Linked DNA regions of Mus musculus: all the other regions are linked to region 1. Evidence: chromatin contacts called from public HiCAR-type and promoter capture Hi-C data. All regions are on one chromosome and are shown on one strand. The core of a region is the stretch at or near the end of the contact, and the rest is flanking DNA. Distances in the headings are between cores, read along the strand shown. Region 1 holds the start of Vamp4 (vesicle-associated membrane protein 4). Region 2 holds the start of Rabgap1l (RAB GTPase activating protein 1-like). Region 3 holds the start of Blzf1 (basic leucine zipper nuclear factor 1). Region 4 holds the start of Ccdc181 (coiled-coil domain containing 181). Region 5 holds the start of Slc19a2 (solute carrier family 19 (thiamine transporter), member 2). Region 6 holds the start of F5 (coagulation factor V). Region 7 holds the start of Gas5 (growth arrest specific 5).

Region 1 (3,096 bases), core at 169-2,668:
CCACATTACTAAAGAAGAGTGGGGGCATATGTTCCTGGCCCAAAAGCAATCAAAATAAGTAGCCAAATTAAGGCATTATGACTAAATACAAAGAAAAATAACAGATTACTCATAAGAATAATAAGGCATGTATGAATGACATGTCCATTGTAGCTCTACTATCGTATTTCCTTATGCTGTTAACAGACAAGGACATTAACTAGCTAAGGAAACAAGGCAAGGAAGTTCGGCATAGTAAGCAAATATACGGATAAAATCATCAACTGAAGGGGCTGGAGAGACGGCTCAGTGAGAAAAGGCACTTATCCTTCTTGTTAACGACCCAGGTTCAATTCCTAGCACCCACATGGCAGCTTGCAACAGCCTGTAACTCCAGTCCCAGGGGATTTGAAGTCCTCATCTGATCTTTAAGAGCATCAGGCATACACATAGTAGTGTATGCACATATATGCATGCAGCCAAAAACACCCATACACATAATAAATCTTTTAAAAACATTAAATAAATAGAAACAAACAAACAAAAGACCACCTCTGGGCTGTCTAGTGACTCCGTGATAATCTCACTACCATGCCCTGCCAGAGACACAGACTAAGATACCTTCTATCTGGGCAGGCCATTTCAGTCCAAGTCAGCCAAGTTGTGAGGAGAAAACTCTCAACCAGTGAGCCCAACAGCAACCCTAACTAAAGATCGGGTGAAAGAGGGCTTTCTCCTGGAATTTTCCTCCTCCGGTTTGTTTTCTTGTCCCTGAGCATCTTTTCTTATTTTTGTGTCTATCAAATAACTGGCAATATATTTCCCCACAGTTTAAAAACTCTTAACAAAGGACTAATAACCATTAAGCTTAAAAGACTTGGAGGAGGATAAATTAAAAAAAAAAAGAAAAGAAATACACATTTCTACAGTTTTGGACTAAGTCTATCAACGCCAGACTTCTTTAAATAAATATGTCAAGCAGAGACTGTAAAGGAGATGAATTATTGGCAGAATGGCAATGTAAGGGTGGTTTCCCGCCTGAATCCCTATGTTTGGATCCTGCCATTTAGGCTACAAGCAAAAGGAATGAAACTGAGTAACCCTCAGCAATTTTGTAAATGGTATCAGACAGATATTTTATCACATGCGGCCCCTTTTACTCAGGTCCCTCAGACAGCCCGCAAAGTAGCATCTTCTACGGGACCTACATCCTAGTCACCCTTTCAGCTCCAGTTGAAAGACTTCTCAGCGTTCCCTACTCATCCCATGTACAACCCACGTGCTCCTCCATCGGATCTGAACGTCACAACCCCGGGGGATTCTCCCGGGTTCAAGAAAGACGGAAGCGATCGACCCGCTCAGGGTCTCCATTGCCTGAACATGTCCCCTCCGCCAGAAGACAAGACCCGGAGCGCCGAGACGCTCGATCTCCGTTGCCTGAGCCTGCCCCCTTGCGCCCTCTCCAGGACTCGGAGTACCGAGCGGCTCGATCTCCCTCGCCTGAGCCCGCCCCCTCTGCCCAGCGCCAGGCGGCGGAGCGCCGAGTCGCTCGATGAGCGGGGGCGCTGCAGCAGAGCGGAGCGGTGGCGGCTCTGCGCCTTCGGCCTTCCCCCTCCCACCCTTCTTCCTCCGCTTCCCGCTCCCTCCCCCGCCTGCCCTGCGCTGCCAGCAGGGACTGCTGCCGGGAGCCCATCGGAGACCGCAGGTATCCCGCCCCGGCGCGCCTGAGCAGGCAGGAAGCCAGGCGACGCCCCTGCCTACCGCCCCCAACGTCCGCTGGGGCTGGGAACCGGCCTGCGCGAGGGTCGGGTCGCGAGTGGGGAAGGCCGGGGGCCCGGGGTGTCCTGAGGAAGGGGCGCGAGGACTGGGGAGGGGCTGGGGCGGCCGAGGAGCTTTGAGATCGAGTTGCCCTCCAGGGGGAGAGCTGTTCCCGAGGGGGCACCTGTACGGGGAGTCGGGGGCCAGAGTTCCGAGCAGATGTCGGGGTGCGTGGCCTGGGGTGGCGGCGGCGAAGGGAGCCGAGGAATTGGCCAGAGAGGCTCGCCTGAGGTCCTTCCTCGGGGGTTCGGAGAAAGCGCGCATCCCCGCTGTGCTTAGAATGACCCGGGGGTGGAGGTGAATCCTTACACGTAACAGGTTTTGCGAGTAAGATTTCCAGTCACGATTTGCGTGGAACTGTTACCAGCCGAGACTGCAGATGAGAAATGAGGAAGAACTGGCGAGGGGGATGGAGGCTGAGCAAAGGAAAGCCGTGCCCAGCCAGATTCGAGCTTTTTTAGCGAAATGAAATAGAGCTTGTTTTGTCGAGGTAAAAAGCCAGTGTAGATTAAACAACAGGTTAGAAGTGCGTTACATGTAAAGCCACGGAATAGAGAACGTACTACAGAAGATGCATACGAGAGATTTGAGCAAGCGGGGAAGTACACGTAAGAGTCGTGCGATGTTGACACTTCAGTGAACCGTGTGGTGTTCCATCCACGACGTGGAAAGACATCACGATGACTCTTACTACGTAGACACGTTAACGACAAGAATATTTTTGGTAGGAGGAACTGTAGGCAGAATGGAGTCAACTCTGATTTCTGAGTACAGTTTATTTACGCTACTTATTTTTAATCTGTAAATATCATTAGTTGCGGGTAGTTCCAGGGTAGCTCGTTTATCTATCTGCTGATTTGCTGGTGGTTTGTTTATTTGTCTAGCCTGAGTTTGCTTCCTTCCTCAAACTGATAGCTTGGATTTTAGAACTTGAATAAGAGGTTTACTCCTCATTACGTTTTAGTGTCATACCGTGTAAAGACATTTTGTGAATTTGCTTGATCCCTCTCTCCTGTTGGCTAAGATCAGCTTTTGCTGTTAGCTAAGATCAATATCTGTTATCAGCCAGTTGTTTCTTTTGGGCTGTCAAGGATATAAATATATCGTCCAGATACAGTTTAAATCTCATTTTCTCCAGTTCTTGCCTTATCAACTTTTTCCCGGTGCATTCTGTAATATTTCTGCATGAAATTTATTCTGAGATTAAGATGTAAGGAATAAAATGGGCCAGATGATTCTAACGGAAGTAATGTGGAATAAAGACCCCCAGGGCTGTGACTCATGCATGGATGGATAGCA
Region 2 (3,096 bases), core at 256-2,755, 1.8 Mb before region 1:
AAGACAATGAATCACAGGCCAATTTCCCTTTCCAGGCAGCTTGTAAACTAGTATTTTCCACGAATAGAATCCACTTCCAATTTGACTACAAACTTCATGTCTGTACCTCCTGATCACGATTACTGGACATTCTACAGAAGTGCAGCGGCTGCCAAATGTAAACACTACTACAAGAAAAGTCTTAAGGTTTTCAGGAAATTGTGTTCTCTGAATTGTGACAGTCAACTATCTACCTCTTCTCATACACAAGAAAATTTAGATGCATTAAAATCATCTAAACTGTCCATTGGAAAAAAAAATGCATGCTTTGACATCTGTTTCCAAACAGCACTAAGCAGGTCAAGCAAGCCCTTACCATTAAAGGTTAGCGGTTCATTTAATTTGCATACCATCGGTTCTGAAAAAACGATCGCCTAAATTCGAGTCTTTTTCTGATATAACCAACTCTGAGAAGTCCAAAAAGAATATATAAGCACCTGAACGAAACTGTCTTGAGACCACAAATGAACTTCTCAGTTCAGCCTTCCTTGCTCCTGGCCACCTCCCCAATGGCCAGTGGCCCCTTTCCACATGCTGACGCACTGCCCAGCCCTGCACCGTTGGCGATCCGAGCAAAGTACCAGCTCGGTCTCAGAAACTTTGACTCAGTTATCAGGACACGGAGGACAACATGCGCGTGGGTGTGGATGAGTGTCTGTCGGGGCCCACGCGGTCAACTTTGAAGCGGGGCATTCCTGGCAGGTAGAGATCTGCCCAAAAAACAGCCTATCCCAGACAGCAAAACCACAAGCATCGCCAGCAGGAACGGAGCAAAGTGCGCGGGGCGGAGGAAAGGGAAGAGCGAGGGAAGGACACGGGATCCAACCGACGCTTTCAAGTGGGTAAGAAAATAAACCTGTCCACACGCCCCCCCGGACTCGGGGTTGCTGGGACTGCGAGCCCAGCAGCAGCCACATCCCGGCCACCGCCGGCGGGGGCGGCGGCAATGTCAGGAGGGCACACTTGGAGGCGGCGGCCGCCCAAGCCACCACCCGGCCCCAGGTGAGGGGCGCCAACCCCGCCTCCCGCCCGGCCGCCCCACCGCGACGAGCCAGCCACACGGAGAACCCGGGTGTCCCGGAGGCGGCCGACGGTGCTGAGCCCGCCGGATGCCTTCCGCCCCGCTCCAGCATCCCGGTCCCGGGCCGGGCCTCGCACCCCGACCCTCTCTGAACCAGCCGGGTCCACCTCAAAACCCCCCGGAGCGCGGCTCCCAGCCGTCAGGCCGCCCTCGAGCCCCCCTCGAAGGCCGCTTTCACCTCACCTCACGTCTCCGCGGCCGTGCCGGAACAACAACTCTGTCAGACGCCCGAGTCCCACCCGCCGCCCAGAGCTCTGCGGCCGGGCCCGTCCCGTTCACTCCGCCGCGGCCGAAGCCCAGGGAGGGCGGAGGGAACGGGGCGGAGGGAGCGGGCTGGGGAGGGGAGAGGACCGCACGGCAGGAAGAGGCGAGGGAGGGGGCGGACTGAGGAGGAGGCGGTCGGCGGGAGCGCGCGCGCCCGGCCCCTCGGCGCGGCGTGCGCGCTCCCGAGGGCGGAGGTGCCTTCTCTGCCTAAGTCGGCGGCGCGCGCGCGCGTCCACAGGCTCGCTTGACTCGGCTTGGCCCCCCCAACCCTGAAAGCGCGGAGTACAAACCTGAGCAGAGGGCAGAGGGCGAGCTAGGAGAGCGGAGGCACGCGAGGACCTCCTCCAGCACGCGTGCTGGTGCCTGGCAATCATCCCCAGCACTGACTGAGTTCTAAGTCCCTTTTGGGGAGATTCTTTCTTAACAAACCTGTTTTACATATTTCCATTCCGTGAGGCCAGTAAGTCACCTCGGAGGACTAACTTTTCCACCGGGACTCTTTGTCCTTTGAAGGTGCTTGGAGGCATCCCCCTTCATTGATTCTTCCAGACTCAGACTACATAGGAAAGCGCTAACCCAACGGTAAAGGCATCCCGGGTCTCACCTTTTAGCCTTTCAGAGAGTAGATTTTGGAGGACAGATAAACTAAAGTATTTACTTTCTGCCACAAATATTGTACTAATTTTTGAACTGTGAATTTTTTCCTTTCTAGATCAAGCAGCCAGAAAAGACCTGTACATTCCTTGAATCTCATAAGAACTTTTTTTCTCAGGTTTATGGCACAAATATGTGTACCCTTAATCTGTGAAATATTTTAGAGATTCTAGAGGGACCTGTTCACCCATTTCTGTGCCTTTCATGATGAATCCTACCTGGCTTATAGAAAGTATCCGTTCAGTAAATATTACTGTTTGAATTGAATGTGTCCAGAGATTGGACCTCTAGAGTAGCTTCTTGAGTTGAAAGTTCTCTTTTCTTATAACACTTCAATTGGTCTGTCATTATTGTCCACCCAGATCCAAAAGCTACCCTGTAACATTTGTCAAAGGACCTTCAAACCCAAGTTTCTTTTCTCCTTTTTCTTAATGTTAATGCCTACAGATGCTGTGTCATAGCAAAAGTGTTCCAACTCATTCGGGTTTCCCCTCCGTGTTAGGTCCTTCCCAGAAGGTATTTTTGTTAAGCTCTGTACCCTGAGTAGACCTCCTAACCAGAACCTGACTCAATGCTTTAAGTTTGATACCTAATAAAGTTAGGATCTAATTAACACAAATCATCTGTTGACTTCCACGTTTGCAGAGTCTCATTGTAAATATACGAGAAGTAGATACTGAGCCAGGCTCTATGAGAAAATCAGCACACGAAAAGGCCATACATAGCATTTGCCTTCAGGTATCTTCTAAACAAAGCGAAGTTATTTGACAAAGGGGACAATGAAGGCTAGGACTTAGCTCACTTTCTCCTGTTTACCAGGAGGCCAGGCCTAAGAAGGGTGTGACTTCACGTGAAAGCCGGACTTCTCACTTCAGTTAACCTAATCTAGATCACCCCTCACAGGCACGCCTGGACGCTTGTCTCCCAGATAATCCTATATCCTGTCAAACTGACAATATTAAACACTGAACACAGCCAGGCACATCTTGTGTGTGGAGGAGAATGAAAAGGAGTTTTTCCTCACACTAGCTGCTGAGATGGGTGGGTTTAGTTAACGA
Region 3 (3,096 bases), core at 166-2,665, 1.7 Mb after region 1:
CTGTTGTTATACTGACAATCACATTGCTCTCCCGAGACAGTTAAAGGATGCAGACAAGTGACATCAAATATAGGTATAGTTTTCATTGATCCATGTAGCACAAACATCTGTTTTCACTAACAATAGTTACAGTGTAGTAAAAATAAAACGAACAGTTGTATTACCTGCCTTACTAGATAATCAAGGGGGAGCTCTCTGAGTTCAAGGCCAATGAGTTCTAGGGCAGCCAAGGCAACCCAGAGAAACCCTGTCTCAAATAACGCCCTCCTACTCCAAAATAAACCCAAAACACAACCCTCCCCCCCAAACCAAAAAAGCAACCAATCAAACAAAAAACCAAATCAATTATTATCAAAACAAAAACACTTACCTTTGTTTTCCGAACTTTTAAGGGTAGTCATTTTTTCCATAACTAATGAGAATACAATCCAAGACTTTCACCGAAGACCTAGAGATGTATACATACGAAAGAATTAAAGCAATAACAATATATTCAGAGAATGCATCTACTTTAAAAGTTATTTTTTAATTGTTTCTGTCTTTAGTACCCACGTTCTTCATTATTTCCTTTTGACGGGCTGTAATGTATACCTGTTAAATAATGAAAACCCAGGCATAGGTTTAAGTGGTCTCTGGAGTCTAGACTGTAGAATAGGTGACCACACGTCCTAAAAGCTGACTGTTCCTAGATGTATACGATTCAGTACCCGGTCTAACTTCCTGAACATCACAAATCCTTGCCCTGGGAATGCATCCTGAAACTCTATCCAATGGCAAACAGAGACTTTAAAGTCAGAAACTTCGCTGGGACCATGCGATGCCGATGAGCAAGTGTCCTTGTCTAAGAAACACCGGGTGAAGGTGTGGGGAGGCATGGGTGCCGAGTTTAAAAGGAGAGGAGGTGGAAAAATTAAGCCTGTCAGCCTCATTCCCCAGGAGTATGAGCCCAAGTTTGTCCCTGTCAGGAGGAGCCTCTTCCCAGAACAACCTTTAAATCCCAAACCAATGGCTGCCGAACTCCAGCCCAGACCATCCTCTTCCCACCGCGTCCGGCACACGGGCCGGCTCCAGGACTTACCTGTGATATCCTTACTTCAATGTCCACCGCTCAGGCTCTTCACTCGCTCAGCAGCCGGCTGACTTGTAAACTCCCCTGGCACTCGGAAGCCAACCCGCCCAAGCCTCCCTGACACGCAGCGCCTCGCTCACTCTAATCACTTCCTATTACACAGGGTTTCATTTCCGGAATGCTCTTCTGAAGGACAAGGACCAACTGACACTTCGTGCTGTGTGTAAAATGAAGAGAGACAGGGTCTACTATGTATCGGCTCGGAAAGCGAAAACTGGAAGATATCTACTTAAAAAAAAAGTACCAATAGATAATGCAAGCGGTATGGACGCTTAAACTTCCGGGTCACTACCAGCCAGACGGAAGTGAACGCGTTGGAACGGAGAAGGTGGCGTCGCGTTGCCCCAGGCGATGAGGCAAAGGGTGGATCTTTGAGTGAATGGGCGGGGCCTAATTACTCCCAGCCAATGGAGACGAAGCAGCTTCGAGGCGGCGTCTTCGAAGCAGTGGCTGGAGGAAGGCGGGGCTTGCGTTGCCAGAGTAACCGGATCATTGGTGGTGGTGTAGTCTTCCTGTGTACAGGAATCTATTTCCTGTGCTGAGATCTACAAACTATGGTAAGTGTTATAGGGAGGCCCTATGAAAGGCTCCGAGACCCTGGTTACGGAACATCCAAGTCTTTGGGCGATTGGGCACCCCGCCTTTCATCACCTCTTACCTCGCTAGGAGCAGTTCCTTCTGCCTCTGCGCACCCCTTTTCTTGCAGCACCCTAATTTCCATTTTAGCGCCACTAAGACCTCAAGCTAGAGCAATGTAACAGAAAGTAAATGGGGGTGATATGGAATCTAAGAAAACCCGATGAGAATTATTTCGAATAAACCGTTTATAAGCTTGCATTGTTTATCTTTTTCGTTTTTCAAGCTTGCAGACCCTTATCGACGTGGTGCTGTCTCAACACTAACTTGGATCTGAATCTCCCTGAGTGCTGGAGTCAGTTCTCCCAAGCGGTGGAGTTCTACCTTGCATCTCCTACCAGGACCGCTTAGTAATAGCTGTCTGCTGGCTCAGCGTCTAGTTCATTTCATACTTTCCAGATCACTGTGTTTTAGCAGGTATGTTTTTCAGGATTACTTGGAGAGTTCTAGCATTCACCAACACCACCATAAATTATGACTGAATAGGAATGGGGCTTGATACTTTGCGTTTTAATAAGCCTTTAGATGGTTTTAATGTACCCATTGCTCTAGTGCACAGAGTTCTAGTTAACTCATCTTTAGTCATCTCTGCACTTGTGCGTGGTGGACGGGACAGAGCAAAATGTTGCCTTCAGGTGGGTGTAGCTGTGACTTAGCAAGAGGCATCTGCACAATGAGGCTTTCTCATTGACTGACGTTCAGCAGTCCTTTTTGTTAACCAATCTGGTCCTTTGGTACCAAAGAGACCTTTTCAAACCTTTACTTCACAGACCCAATCTCTTTCCTCCCTCTTTTCTCCTTTCTAGGCACTTGACAGAATCTAAGAGGCAATGTATTCAGTATTGGATTCCAAATAATCAATGATTTTACCTATTCTGTAGCCTCGTATTTCTACTTTAACGAAGGAAGTGTGGAAGTGACCGTTCATCTGTTTTGCTCTTGATTTCTCTTGCTCCCATCTATTGTAACCATTTGTGGCATGAAGTTAGTTAGCATTTGATCTGGTGTGTGTGTGTGTGTGTGTGTGTGGTGTATGCTGATTTTGTTTTGTTTTGTTTTGTTTTTCGAGACAGGATTTCTCTGTATAGCCCTGGCTGTCCTGGAACTCACTTTGTAGACCAGGCTGGCCTCGAACTCAGAAATCCGCCTGCCTCTGCCTCCCAAGTGCTGGGATCAAAGGCGTGCGCCACCTCGCCCAGCTAAGCTGATTATTATATAAGTACTTTTCTTACTGTGACTCATGATTCATCAAAATCAAAACTTGGTCCTTGAGCATGAAGAGTGGAATTCTCCGGGCATGCAGGCTTACCTTAGAGACAGTCCTCTTACTG
Region 4 (3,096 bases), core at 397-2,896, 1.7 Mb after region 1:
GGCATTTGAGCTAGAAGCAGATTTGTCCGCCTGCTGTGGGTCAGAGCAAACTTCAGTCCTCTCTGTCCTCTGGTGCGATTCACAAAAAGGATGTTTGTTTTGTTTTGTTTTTAAATTAGGTCCATTTTTTATTATAAATATATGTAGGTATGAAATATTTCTAATATGCAATATAATTTAACTTATTTGACATGTTTGATGGGTAACATCGACTTGAATGGATTGAGACATGCTTAGGAAATGAGGAGAGCCCAGCTCCAGGTATTTCTGTGAGGTGTTTCCACCAGTTCTTACATGTCCTTCGTTTTCTTCCCTTGGTCAGTCATGGTTAGCCTATGTACACTCAGCTCACTGGAGAGAAGAGGCATTAAATGATGTGCCTGCATAAAGTGTGACATAACCCCTCTCTCATTCCTTCCTCCCCTGCGGGTAAGTCTTGAACACTCATGATACATCTCGTTATTCTATGATTTGATCGTGAACTTTCTAAAATGTCCTGTTTTCGAGGTATTTTCCTCTCTCATCTCTGATGACCAAAACCCCACTTCCTTCAGAAACCTTCATTATCCTTCCTCACCAAGCTTGTAAATATTACAGTTAGTTCCTTTTAAAGACCTATTAGCCTGGGGAACTCAAGAACTATCTATCAAACATTTATATGGCTGGAGGCTTGTAAATGTCTAAACCCAGTCTCTCCTTGAAAGGGAACTCACAGTTTCCTAGGAATGACTGCCATGAATATTTTTGCATGGAAATGAGACATGACAATGTTTATCCCCAGATCACATTGTTGGCTTCCAAGTTATGCATGTAATTGCTAACAGGCAGTGAGGCATAAGGTTTTGATGTATGCTTCACCCTATCTGGTATATTTTGAGTCAACAAAACAAGTTGATGCCTGTCTTCCCACAAGCTATCATCTCCATGTGTAATGCCCAGCCCGTCTCCCATAATTTATACTATTTTTCAAAAGTAAGCTCTGGAGTAAACTCTTTACATATATAAAGATATATATATATATATAATCAAGGAGAGGTTAATATATTAATATATATTAGCTTATATATGAATCTCTCCTCGATCCACCTTTTTTTTTAGATGAATTTGTACCTATGTTATATTGCCCTTCTATTTACACTCTGTGAGCTCCTTCATGGCTGGCCTATTATCTATCACCACAATCTGAATGTTCTCTTATTTTCCTATTATCCCCCAAGGTATTAAGGGAAGTTATGGGAAAACTGTAGTTGCCTCTCTTGATGAGTTTGATTGCTGGAACTAAAGTTCTATTTTCTTTCATAACTCCTTTCTGTAAATACAATTTTGGCTATAATTTCTTTAAGCTGAGGGTCGAAACAGCAATTAACAACTAGCAACTGTTATCTTTTAATATTTACTTGAGGAACTGTTATCTTTTAATATTTACTTGAGGAAAATGAACACAGAAATGCACTTTTATTGTTAAGTTTTGGAAACAAATTAAAAATCTGACTACAGGTATACAAAATCCACATTCAAGGCAGAAAACCAAAGGGGATGCGAGTCTTCCGGGTCTTGGAAACGCTGGCCGGATGTAAGGCGCAGGTGTTCGCGGGGATCCGTTCTGCGCCTGCGCGCGATCCTACCCCGCCTCAGTAGTGGGAAGTCCGGAAGAAGGCCTCAGAGGCGCGCTGTTGCCATGGCACCCGGGTGCTGGGTGCTTCAGGAGCAGGCCCCGGGGTGTCACCGTTGCCTCGTTGTCAGAGCTTAGAAAAGGAGAAGAGAGCTCCTGCGGCCATCTCTGTGACCCCAGCCGCTGCATCTTCCACAGGCAGGAGGGGACTTAGCGGGAGAGGAGGGAAGGACAGGCAGACAGGTGGCAGGAGCAGGGAGAGGATAAACGTCGGGGCGAGGTGGCAGGGAGGCGGCTGAAGCGAGCCCTCTTCCAGGGAGAAGCCCCAGGATCTCCCCAGCCCCGCACAGCGTCACTTCACCATGCACCAGGAGAGCCCCTCAGAGGACGGCTTAGACGCTTAGAGTTTTTGTCCTATCATTTCCCTTCTCAGAGTTTAAGACTATGAAAGGTAGCTTGCGTGGAAGAAATCACTCCTGAAATGTTAGCTTCCACACATAGAATGCTATATTCATTCCGTTGGTGCTTCAGATGTTCAGCACGAATCCAAAATTTTACCTAATTTTGTTAAATATTCCTGTCAGAGCTTGTAACAGATGGTAATTTAAAAAGTATTTCATAACACCACAGACTTATGGGGATGCAGCAGGAAGGATGGACCAGATAGTTTCATAGTGCTGTAGAAGTTTGCTTAACTGCTTTTTAAAATAAGGTGTTTTTTGTTTGTTTTTGTTCTTGTTTTTGTTTTGTTTTTGCTAAATGCTTTTTTTTTATATGGAAAGGTTTTCTCTTTACTGTTTATTCTTTTGGTTCTAGGTGTTTCAACAAATATTGTTTAAAAGGTTATATATGTAGGGGTGAAATAGAAGTATTGGGTTAAAGTATTTTTAAATATTTTTAATCTTGTGAGAAAGTTACCAAATATAATGTGCATCTATGCCTGAGGTTCGGAGCCACATTGCAAGGTCTTCAGACACTGAGAATTTTTCACACACTTAAGTGGAAGGAACTAATTTCTGCCACTGCAGTTTACTATTGATCTGGCCAAAAGCACTTACAGAGATTTTTTTTTTAAATTGATGATAAACTTTACATTTTATATGTGTAAAAAAAAATCATAGTAATAAAATAGGAAATGCTAAGAAATGCGGTTCATGGAAGATACCATTTTATTCTAGTGTGTTGACATGTGTATCATGTGAGCAATGCCCTGGTGGTGATGGTTAGGAAGCCAAAGGGTTGAATATCCTGTGACTCATTTGAAAGGCTTACGGGGCTTGGCAACAGGAGTTCATGTTTATGTTGCTTGTTTACGCTAGAAGCAGTGGAGATGTTTCTTTTTGGAGCTGTAGAAATTCAATTACACTTCAGATTTGATCCAACTTCATTTATTTTTCATTTATTTTGCCTGTGCCCTTTTAAAACTTATATTTGTGTGATTTTATTAGGTCTTAAATATATATGATATATTTTTATTTGTTATT
Region 5 (3,096 bases), core at 266-2,765, 1.7 Mb after region 1:
ATAAAGTCTTCCTAGCCAGCCCTTCAAAAGACTCTGAAAGATGTCAACACCACACCTTGCATTTTGGCAAATTGCTCCACGCACACATTTTGTGTATTCACTCGTGCAGCTCGATTCTGCTGATATTGGGACAGAGTCAGTCTGTGAGTCCAGCAAAAAGTCATGCAGAGGGCGATGAAAGAAAGCGCTGGGGATTCCTGCCACGGTTTGCCCTTGAAAAACTTCTGACAACAACCTGCCCTCTTATTGCCTCGTTTTTCTGTTTTAGTGAAGTGTTTTAGTGAAGGATCGCTCAATGGGAACCCAGGAGGTTCGCACAGTGAGCCCTTTCAGTCCTGCCTGCCAGCCCTCAGGTGTCTAGTTGGTCCTTCTCCTTGGAGACGCAGTGACCCAGGCAGAAATGAAAGAATGAAAATTCAGATCGCCCTCACTAACAACAGCAGTCTGAGAGGTGAATCTCAAGACTGGGAGTCGCTGTGACCAGAGGTGCTGGAGAGCCAGCAGCGCATGGTCTGAGCCAGATTTTGTAGCCAAGAGTAGGAAAGGGGGAGTGCAGGCTCCCTTGGAGAAAGACGGGGTGATTAGCCTGTCTGGATGGACCGAGAAGACAGAAACCTCCCAGTGTAGGGTGGGGGTTAGCTGCTTTTACTTTTGAACCCTGTGGGTATTTCGTGAGCGGCACACTTCCTGAAACCTTGAGCCCATTTTAGGGCCTAGGTTTTTAGGGCGATTTCCTTTCCATAGGATATATTAGTTAATTGTTCTTTGTATCCTGCCAACAAAAAGTGACGAAATAAAGCAAAAGCCTCTTGCTGATTAACTCGGTCATCCTCGTTTTCTTTCTGTCTATAGTAAAAGGCCCCAAATCTCAGTTCTCAGGTCCAGCTTGTGTCTTTCTACCACATTTAAAGACAATGTTAAAAAAAAAAAAAGCAAACTAAATCAAACCCAGCAACAACAACAAAAAGCTCTTGGAGCCCAGGGATTGCATTCTCCCGCCTCAAGGTTAAAGGTTTGCAAGCCTGTGTCATCATGTGTCCCGGGCAGAGGACCAACATCAGTAGGTTGGCAGATAAGACTGAGCAGACTCGCTGCGATGAAGCACACATCCGGGGATCCCGCTCTAGGGAGCCTTCCGGACGTGTGATCGGAAAATGCCTGGTGACCGATCCGACCAGGGAGGGTGTGTAGGGTCCTCGCCACAGAGTCCAGACATGGCCCCTAAAAGTCCGATGTCCCAGAACCCCTCACGTCAGAGCCCGGGCGCGCAGCCCCAAGCGGCCTTTCTGTCTTTTGAGCCACTGGCCAATAGGGAAGCAGGGAGGTTGGCTCCGGCCGGGAGGCATTGGCGAGGAGGAGGTTCCCGGGGGCGTGGCTAGTGATCGTCTGCTGTGGGTGGGCGTGGCGTGGGGCGTGGCCAGGCGGAGGCGGGCCAGACCGGGAGGCGGACCTAGGGAAAGGGCGTTCTGCGGTCGGGGCGGGGCGTGGGGGCGGGGCCAGGCGGGGTGGCGGGCCAGACCCGGAGGCGGACTTAGGGAAAGGGCGTTCGGCTAGCGAGCTGTGGCCGCCGGCGGGCGGTGGGGACTCCAAGCACCTTGACCCTGGCGCGAGGCGGCGTCGCGCACGCTTACAGGTGCCCGCGCGGGCTCGCGGCTCGGGCGCCCTCCCGTTGGCCGAGAAGGAGGAGGGGGCCGTGTCGGCGTCCAGCCCCTCGCGCCCAGGATGGACGTGCCAGCCAGGGTGTCCAGACGAGCGGCGGCGGCGGCGGCCAGGATGCTTCTGCGTACTGCCCGCGTCCCTCGCGAGTGCTGGTTCCTGCCGACCGCGCTGCTCTGCGCCTACGGCTTCTTCGCAAACCTCCGGCCGTCGGAGCCGTTCCTCACGCCCTACCTTCTGGGACCCGACAAGAACTTGACCGAGAGACAGGTAGGCAGGAGCGGCAGGCGGGGAGGCCGAGCATGTCAGATGTTTGTGGAGGGTCTGGCGGCGGAGTCCCGGAGCGGGCTACGCAGATATCTGTTCGGATTTCTGCTCGCTTGGAAAAGTGGCCTTACTCTTTGCGTTTCTAGCACGTTCCGTGCGAGACTAAGCAAGATGGGCCGCAGCCCACGTGCATGTGTGTTTCAGGCCGTATGTGGATAACCCGGTTCTGCCCGGACAAGTCCTGTGGGAGCTGCTGGGGACCGGGGACAGTGCGTGGATAAAGAAAACAGTAAACTCGACTTTCAGTAGAATATGTACATATGAGTGTTTGTATGTATATATGGATGGATGTTATTTGGCTTTGTTTTTGTGAGAGGGTCCCCCTTTCCTTCCCCTCCTTGACTTTGTTTACCCCTGACAAGATAGATACGCGCTATTACAGAAGGACAATACAGGACAGTAGTACGCCATCCGAATATGGGTGCTTGATTAGGTAAGACTGTGTCCAAAGATTTACTGCACCCTCTGAAGTCCGTCTCTGGGATGAAAACAGACGGTGTCATATAATTGGTACTTAGCTTTTCTCGGATGGTGAAGTGTTGCTTCACCTACAGGTTTTATCCTCCGTACAGGTGTTTTTGAGGGCTGTGATGCACATGGGCCATGACCAAGAACTCCTGCGCAGACATTTATTCAAGATACAAACTTGTACGCACAGCACCACAGAAGTGCATAGTATACTTCAGAAATGTGCCTAACTCCTGTGATTAAAGCTCATTATCCCGGCACTTGGTTTTGTCAGAGGAGCTTGTAGATGGAGATTGCTGCTCCAGGACCCTTTCCTTGAGTATCCAAAAGAGTGAAAGCTCAGGTCCGATGTCTTTTCCCTACTGTCAGATGAGTGGATGCTGAATAATTGCCACCTTCTTCCTATACCCGGTTTCCTTCCTTACCGCGCTGCTTCCCTGCCCAGGTGGCTGTAGAATATGACTCCCATTTAAGCCTCCCTGTCATTTCCTGTCAGTCATCACTTCTGAGGAGCAACTAACTCAATAACTTGGCATGCCAGGTCAGAGCAAGAGGTGACACTACCAGACCCATTTCAGACTGGCAGGATATAATTACTCAGAGTCCAGTTTGTTGTGCCTTTATTCAAGGTCACCTGGGAAAGAA
Region 6 (3,096 bases), core at 151-2,650, 1.6 Mb after region 1:
TTTTGGAAACTCCTGGAACTGTGGATCAGGAGTATAAGACATCATCCCTGCTCTTGAATAGATCATAATCTAGCCACAGATACAAGGGCATCTTGAAAACCTAATGAAAGGTTAGCAAAAGGAGTATATAATCTGAGCAGATTAAGTTCATGAAACGGAAAAGTCAACTGGAACCCAGAATCAGAGACAATGGCAGAAATTCTGACTTTAAAGAGCAGGGAAGCAGAAAGGGAAGGAAATCCGTGTGAGCATTCTTCCTAGTGTAGTTATGTGTGCACACATCTGCTAATTAATTACTTTTCAGTACATGGTCTCACTGCGTAGCTTAGGCTGATCTCAGGCCTCAAACTCACATTCCCCTGCTTCTAGCCCTCGTGTGCTGGGATTACAGGCATGTGCCATCATGCCTGACTCAAGAAGGGGCATTATAAACTGACTGAAGAATATCAGTGATGTGATCAGCAAAGAAACAGAAGCAGGAGTTGGGGGGAGGGGAGAAGGAAGGGAAGGGGGAGGGGTGGGGCAGGGGGAGGGAGAGGGAGAGGCTGCTGCGGAACCTGGATGGTACCAGATCACAATTTACTGGATGTGCTGGAAGCAGAAAGTCTGAGCAGAGACAAAGTTCTGGAGAATTCAGGGCAGGCCATCCTGCTGATTCAGGCATAATTCTCAGCTTTGCCACCAACAGAAAAATAAAATCTAAAACACCATGCCAAGGATACAGGAGAACGAGCAAAGACAAGATCATAGACTGTAGCTACCTAGGCCCTGGGGACTGTCCAGTTTACAACAGTTTGTCCCCTCCCAATAATAAGATCAAGGAAAACTAGAATTGCCATTCTTATTTTACAGATGTCAAAAGTATTTCTAAAGACATAGTTGGCCCCAGACCACACAGCTACTGACTATCTCAAATGAGTTCTCTAAACCCTGGTCTCGGCTACACTTGAGCTGGTGACAAGCCCTTACCAAGCGGTCTGTCCTAAGAGATTCAGACTGCTAACCTGTTGGTGGACCTGTCCTGAGGCTGTTTTCTGGTTACTGTGCAGTGCCATTTTCCTGGGATCTGAGGATGGGTGTTGGGTCTTACTAAGGCTTGCAGAAATCAGCTGACAAGCCTAAACTTTGAACCCCTACCCCATCCCCCCACCTCCACCCGCGCAGGTTAAGTGGGATTGCTGCTCCCACCTACGTTGAAGTGGGGGAAATGCTGCTTTGTGATGGGGCGGAGACCCTTGGGCACTGCTCCAGAGCCATAACCTCCAGCAGGCTTGCCCTTCCTTTCCCTCTACATTCCTTGTCTGGCATTCTCTCTAGTAAATGCCTGTGGCCACAGGGGGGAGTGACCTCAACAAGCCCCTGCCTACACTAGGCATAGAGGGAGGTAGGGTTAGACAGCCACCACAGGGGACAGGGACACTCACTGTGCCCTGCAGCTTCTTAGTCCTCCAGGGAGACAGATCAGCGCGCAACAGGGACAGAGCACTGAGCACTGTCGGTGGTGGCAGCGCGCGGCAGGACAAGGGCCATGCTCCTAGTCTGCCCGTGCTTCTTCCTCCTGGTGGTTCTGGGAACCCGCTGGGCGGGCTGGGGCAGCCACCAGGCAGAGGCCGCGCAACTAAGGCAGTTCTATGTGGCAGCTCAGGGGATCCTCTGGAACTATCATCCTGAGCCCACAGATCCAAGGTAACTGGGGGTGAAATCCAGGTGGGCTTCTTCAAGGAAGAAAATCTATTATAGTTGCAAGGGGTGGGGGTGGGCTGGGAGGAGGAGGAAAAGGAAAAGGAAGAGGAGGAGGAGGAGAGAGAGAGAGAGAGAGAGAGAGAGAGAGAGAGAGAGAGACTAATGTTGTGTGGGTGTAATTTTGTCTCTATGGACATAATTTATCATTTTGAGGATGTGGAAATTTCAATGTGAATGGTTAGCTGTGGCTTTCTTTCCAGGTGCAATCCCTAATCTGTTTTCCCCCCACGTTTGTTAGTTTAGTGTATTGATGGGTTGAAAGGACACACCTCCACAGCCCTCTTAGCCCTTCCTGTGCATTCGGCTTAAGCCTTTTGACAGTCTGCTTAAAAAAAAGAAAAAGGACCTTCTAGTTATATAATATTTATTCCTGTTAAACACAAGTTCATCTTCTAAAGAAAAAGATGTCAAAGCTGTCACCATGTACTTCATTATAAGGAGATTTTGTTGCCTTCCTATAAACGATTTTCACTGTGGGTTCAGAGGGAAGGGAAGGCACACTTGTATTTTCACTTTTCCTAGACTTACCCCTGGCTACCTAATGTGGCTTCATTTTTTCCTCTCATTTTGAGTTACTTCCTGGAATATGACTTATCCTGGGTATTTTGGTCTGCCCTGATTATTACCCATGTTAGTGAGCACATAAGGTAGTCATTCAAAGGCATGTCTAACTAAGAGGAGGCTTAAATAATATCAAACCTAACTTTGAGTTGCAGAATATATTTTGCTAACCTGCCTGCAGTTACCCAAGTCATAGATTCTACGTAGCACTTGCGACCACGAGTGTTTTTATTTTAAATGCTAAGCCTCGCTTACTGGTTGACGCATTTTTTTCCCTTTTAGTTGACATCAAAGTTTAAGTGATTGTGAAAGATGTGTTCCTCTTTTACAATTGCAAAACCAAAGCAATCAGCCAAAGAAAATAATGTAATATCTTGAAAGCAATGTGTAATGTTTTAGTATAAATGAATAATCAGCCTTTGAGTTTGCTGTTGTTGGTTCTGGGTTGTTTGGGAAGGCATTGTATTCAGTCTTGGTATCATGCTAGTGAGAAATATCACATCTAAATGACTTAAAGATTGCATTTTCAGAGTAATAATCTAGACCACACCCATACTCTTAGGAAAGTACCACTAACTGAACACCTCCACCCCACCCCAATCCCAAAAGAAAATAACATTATTTCCAACATCAATTTTGCTGCTTAGGGGCAGAGAACACAGACTTGTGTTCAAGTGACTGCATTCAGCCTGGGGTAAGGCAAAGGTAGGTTTGAGTTAACACAAGGTTAGAGATGAACAAATTCCGATCAAATGCACAGCATGAGGACTCTAGCTAACAACATTGCACAGG
Region 7 (3,096 bases), core at 399-2,898, 1.5 Mb before region 1:
AAAAAAAGAATTCTTCATATAGAAAGAGAGATCTTCCTTATGTTTGGATGTAGAAACAGAATTGCCAGCAGGTGTTTTGTTAGTAATAAGGCTGGCCTCAAACTCCTGATCCTACCTCCTAAGTGCTAGGATTACTGTAAGCTGCCGAGCCTGGTACAAGGTATTTTAGATTTCACTGTAAAATGTAATTAACACACAAAAAAGTGACTGCTACACTGCGAAAAATTCAAGCTATGCCCATACTTTATTAGTAGACTATATAAAATAAAGACAGGAGTTCACTAAGAAGGGGCATCAAACACATACAGATTGGGTATAAAGTCTAATATCCTACATGAATGGTCGCTATTATCACTACTTTTCCCCATGAGACAGTGTCCCTCTATATAGCTCTGGATGCCCTATAACTTGCTCAGTAGACCAGACTAGCCTGGAACTTAGCGATCTACCTCCAGGAATGCTAGAATTAAGCCACCCACCAGATATTTGTTTTTGACAGGGTCTATGAAGCCCAGGCTATTCCTGGAACTCACTATGTAGACCATCTGGTTTCTAACTCAAAAAGAGCTGACTGCTTCTGCTGAGATTAAAGAATGCTCGTGTTAGAGGTGTTTGACTACCATGCCCGATTAGGCCCATATTTTTAAGCTTACCAGTTTGAGCTCCCACTTTTTGAATATGGGACTCTGAGGTGACTCTGAGAAACATTCCACAGCCCTGTCAGCATTCAATTCACATGCAGAGAATTTGTGGCCTAGTTGCCAGAGTTAGCAAAAACTAAGTAATACTTTTTCTCCCCAACAAACTTGAAACTTGGGTATTCCAAAGTGGTGATGCTACTTTGACTGGGAAAGTTGGTTTCCCACAGCTGCTGACAAAAATAAAGCCTGAAATTTCACACCACAAAGACTGCAATTGCATCAAATAGTCTTAATTAGTTGAGGGTAGTTCCAGTATACCACAAGGATTTAGGCTCACCGTGCATCCAATGTTTCTCTAAATTTATGAGACTACACAGCACACCAGGAAGTAGTCCGGACAAGCTCACTTTATCACCTCGCATTTACAATACACTTATTGAGTAAACAGGTAAGTGCAAACACGGCTTTCAAGACGCAACTTTAACCAATCTGACCTTTTTCCAAAGCGTTATTGTTTGTTTTGAAACTTTTAATCCATTAAGTGCCTCTGTCGATGCCATCACGAATTCAGATGTTTATTTTGGAGCCTACACCAGCGCCTTTTTTGTTTGCTCTTTCCAGCGATTCCCCAGTGAGGAGGAAGCCCCTGGAGTAAAGTCTTTCTCTAGCGTCGGCACTGAAGGGGCGAGAGCTGTAAAAGGGAGAATCGGGAACGCTGGGGTTGGCCAGTCGGGTACTGGGGAGGCCTCTATCAGTGTCAAGAAGCATGGGAAAAGGGGGACCTGGCTAAGCGAGGAGGTGGCACAGATGCCGGGAAGCTCGACAGGAGCAGAGCCCCGCGGCAAGGGAGTTGCGGGCGCACAGGTGAGGCGCGGGACCGGGAAGGGGGCGGCGCCCCGGGATCGGTCTAGGGCGGCGGAGGTTGCCGGGGCGGGGGTGTGTCTGGGTGTGGCCCCGGCGCGCGCGCGGGGTCCTGAGGGAGGGGCTCGCCAAGGGGGCGGGCCCGCGAGCTCGACAGCCCGGAGCCAAAGGGGCGGAAGGTCGCCGAGTGCTGGGAGGGGAGGTGGGGCAGCGACTGAGCGCCGCAGGAGCTGGCTGCAACCCAGACGCGGCCCGGGAGCGTCGGGTATGAGCTAACGGGGCGGGGGTGCGGGGAACGAGCCCAGTCAAGGAGCAGCACCTACCTCCGGGGGTGGAAATGGGCCGGAATGGGCCGGAACACCGTCCCGGAAGTGAAACCCCCCGCCCCCTCCTCCGGAGCGAGCGACGTGCCGGAAGGAAATCAGTCACCCTCACCCCGCCCCACCCCCAGCGCTTTCCTTGCAGGAGCCCCCTCCCCTCAGCCTGTACTCCTCAGGGAGGCGGAGGGCGGGCCTATCGTGCCCGCGGCAACTCCGCCCTCCGGGCTCTCGGGGGCGTGGCCAGAGGGAAAGTTTTGTGGGCCTGAAGAAGGTGGGGCTTGAGGAGGAGTCTGAGGGCGTGTGAGGGGCGGGGTTTAAGTGGACGCAGCAAGCAGCTTTGCGTCTTGACGTCACGAAGACCTTATATACTCGACTCAGCCGCCATCTCAGCCTTTCGGAGCTGTGCGGCATTCTGAGCAGGTATGCAATTTCCTGAGTATGTTATGGCTTCGGGCCTTGGAGGCTGAAGCACTGGAAGCTGGTGGGATTCCCGGCGCAGCCGGTGAGCTTAGTTCAGGGCACAAGCTGGAAACTTTAGGAGGTTGGTTCTGCGTGTATTTGTGACATAAAATAGCATTGGGTTTTGGTCTGGACACCAGACAAAGACGACTCAGCATGCGTGTTCATGCTATGATGAAGGCTATGTTGGTAGGGACAACTGAGCTTGTTGATGAATACCAACGATTCTGATGGCAGAGCATGCTGAGTCACCTCGTGCACGGTTCAACGGGGGTGGAATGCGAAGCCACGCGGTGTTTCTTTCGCGATCACCATGGGATGAAGGCTTTTGCTAGAGATTGCCAGCAGGCCTTAGTCACTAACAAAGAGGACGATTGCTCTTGGGAAGTACCTGGATTAGAGACTTATATGTAACTGCTGGATATGTGCAACTCAACAGTGCCTATGTGGACGGAGTTCTTTGTAAGACAGGTCCATTTTGTGGAAGTAGAACTACTAAAGATTAACATTTTTCTTAGGAATGGCAGTGTGGACCTCTGTGATGGGACATCTTGTGGGATCTCACAGCCAGGTAACTCAGTGGGGGAGGGGCATGACTAGAACATAATGACCACAAAGCCCATGATGGTATGAGAGTAGTGGACAGAAGGGATTTCTGAAAAACACTTTTCTGAGGCTTTAATTCAGCTACTGGAAAGGGTTTAGTTCCGTGAAGAAGGGGACTGACTGTTCACATCTCTTATTTCCAGTTCTGTGGCAAAGGAGGATGAAGGCTTACGAGGTGAGTACTGAATAGTAATGAGAAGTTAGGTTGA

Evidence for each region. Promoter capture Hi-C pulls out the DNA fragments that hold promoters and counts their contacts. HiCAR-type assays count read pairs that join an accessible place to other places. Capture Hi-C pulls out chosen DNA fragments and counts their contacts.
Region 2: a contact with region 1 is called in a promoter capture Hi-C map of pre-B cells. The contact joins the promoter of Rabgap1l here to the promoter of Vamp4 in region 1. A contact is called at or near these places in 3 of 39 promoter capture datasets (hippocampal neurons, liver and pre-B cells).
Region 3: a contact with region 1 is called in a HiCAR-type map of astrocytes, with 4 times the contacts expected there. The contact joins the promoter of Blzf1 here to the promoter of Vamp4 in region 1. A contact is called at or near these places in 3 of 39 promoter capture datasets (the C10 cell line, embryonic stem cells and hippocampal neurons), 1 of 484 Hi-C or Micro-C datasets (memory CD8 T cells), 1 of 115 datasets of contacts at active chromatin or transcription factors (astrocytes) and 1 of 9 other capture datasets (adipose tissue).
Region 4: a contact with region 1 is called in a promoter capture Hi-C map of liver, with 3 times the contacts expected there. The contact joins the promoter of Ccdc181 here to the promoter of Vamp4 in region 1. A contact is called at or near these places in 4 of 39 promoter capture datasets (hippocampal neurons, liver and pre-B cells), 1 of 484 Hi-C or Micro-C datasets (B cells) and 2 of 9 other capture datasets (adipose tissue and liver).
Region 5: a promoter capture Hi-C map of liver shows a contact between it and region 1, with 4 times the contacts expected there. The contact joins the promoter of Slc19a2 here to the promoter of Vamp4 in region 1. A contact is called at or near these places in 5 of 39 promoter capture datasets (hippocampal neurons, liver, pre-B cells and 1 more), 1 of 484 Hi-C or Micro-C datasets (B cells) and 1 of 9 other capture datasets (adipose tissue).
Region 6: a promoter capture Hi-C map of liver shows a contact between it and region 1, with 2.5 times the contacts expected there. The contact joins the promoter of F5 here to the promoter of Vamp4 in region 1. A contact is called at or near these places in 4 of 39 promoter capture datasets (hippocampal neurons, liver and pre-B cells), 1 of 115 datasets of contacts at active chromatin or transcription factors (pancreatic cancer cells) and 1 of 9 other capture datasets (liver).
Region 7: a promoter capture Hi-C map of liver shows a contact between it and region 1, with 3 times the contacts expected there. The contact joins the promoter of Gas5 here to the promoter of Vamp4 in region 1. A contact is called at or near these places in 3 of 39 promoter capture datasets (cranial neural crest, hippocampal neurons and pre-B cells), 4 of 115 datasets of contacts at active chromatin or transcription factors (astrocytes, embryonic forebrain, embryonic limb bud and 1 more) and 2 of 9 other capture datasets (adipose tissue and liver).

Annotation. Positions count from the first base shown.
Region 1 is chr1:162,569,097-162,572,192 of GRCm38.p6, forward strand. It overlaps Vamp4 (vesicle-associated membrane protein 4), which reads left to right and starts at 1,419. Exons shown (of 8, transcript NM_001356527.1): 1 at 1,419-1,684.
Region 2 is chr1:160,791,433-160,794,528 of GRCm38.p6, forward strand. Rabgap1l (RAB GTPase activating protein 1-like) reads right to left here and starts at 1,506. Exons shown (of 21, transcript NM_013862.5): 1 at 1,304-1,506. It overlaps Gm37083 (a long non-coding RNA gene), which reads left to right and starts at 463. Exons shown (of 3, transcript XR_003948752.1): 1 at 463-881.
Region 3 is chr1:164,306,069-164,309,164 of GRCm38.p6, forward strand. It overlaps Blzf1 (basic leucine zipper nuclear factor 1), which reads right to left and starts at 1,416. Exons shown (of 7, transcript NM_001160209.1): 1 at 1,079-1,416; 2 at 371-448. The coding sequence starts at 410. It overlaps Nme7 (NME/NM23 family member 7), which reads left to right and starts at 1,604. Exons shown (of 14, transcript NM_138314.4): 1 at 1,604-1,686; 2 at 1,992-2,182.
Region 4 is chr1:164,273,952-164,277,047 of GRCm38.p6, forward strand. It overlaps Ccdc181 (coiled-coil domain containing 181), which reads left to right and starts at 1,647. Exons shown (of 6, transcript NM_029115.3): 1 at 1,647-1,810.
Region 5 is chr1:164,247,531-164,250,626 of GRCm38.p6, forward strand. It overlaps Slc19a2 (solute carrier family 19 (thiamine transporter), member 2), which reads left to right and starts at 1,516. Exons shown (of 6, transcript NM_054087.3): 1 at 1,516-1,926. The coding sequence starts at 1,723.
Region 6 is chr1:164,150,435-164,153,530 of GRCm38.p6, forward strand. It overlaps F5 (coagulation factor V), which reads left to right and starts at 1,401. Exons shown (of 25, transcript NM_007976.3): 1 at 1,401-1,686. The coding sequence starts at 1,529. Gm16548 (predicted gene 16548) reads right to left here and starts at 1,783. Exons shown (of 3, transcript NR_037987.1): 1 at 1,425-1,783.
Region 7 is chr1:161,032,953-161,036,048 of GRCm38.p6, forward strand. It overlaps Gas5 (growth arrest specific 5), which reads left to right and starts at 1,649. Exons shown (of 11, transcript NR_166052.1): 1 at 1,649-1,767; 2 at 2,800-2,852; 3 at 3,031-3,062. Zbtb37 (zinc finger and BTB domain containing 37) reads right to left here and starts at 1,897. Exons shown (of 5, transcript NM_001356489.1): 1 at 1,826-1,897; 2 at 1,136-1,332. It overlaps LOC115487643 (a small nucleolar RNA gene), which reads left to right and starts at 2,442; the gene lies at 2,442-2,521. It overlaps LOC115487678 (a small nucleolar RNA gene), which reads left to right and starts at 2,898; the gene lies at 2,898-2,959.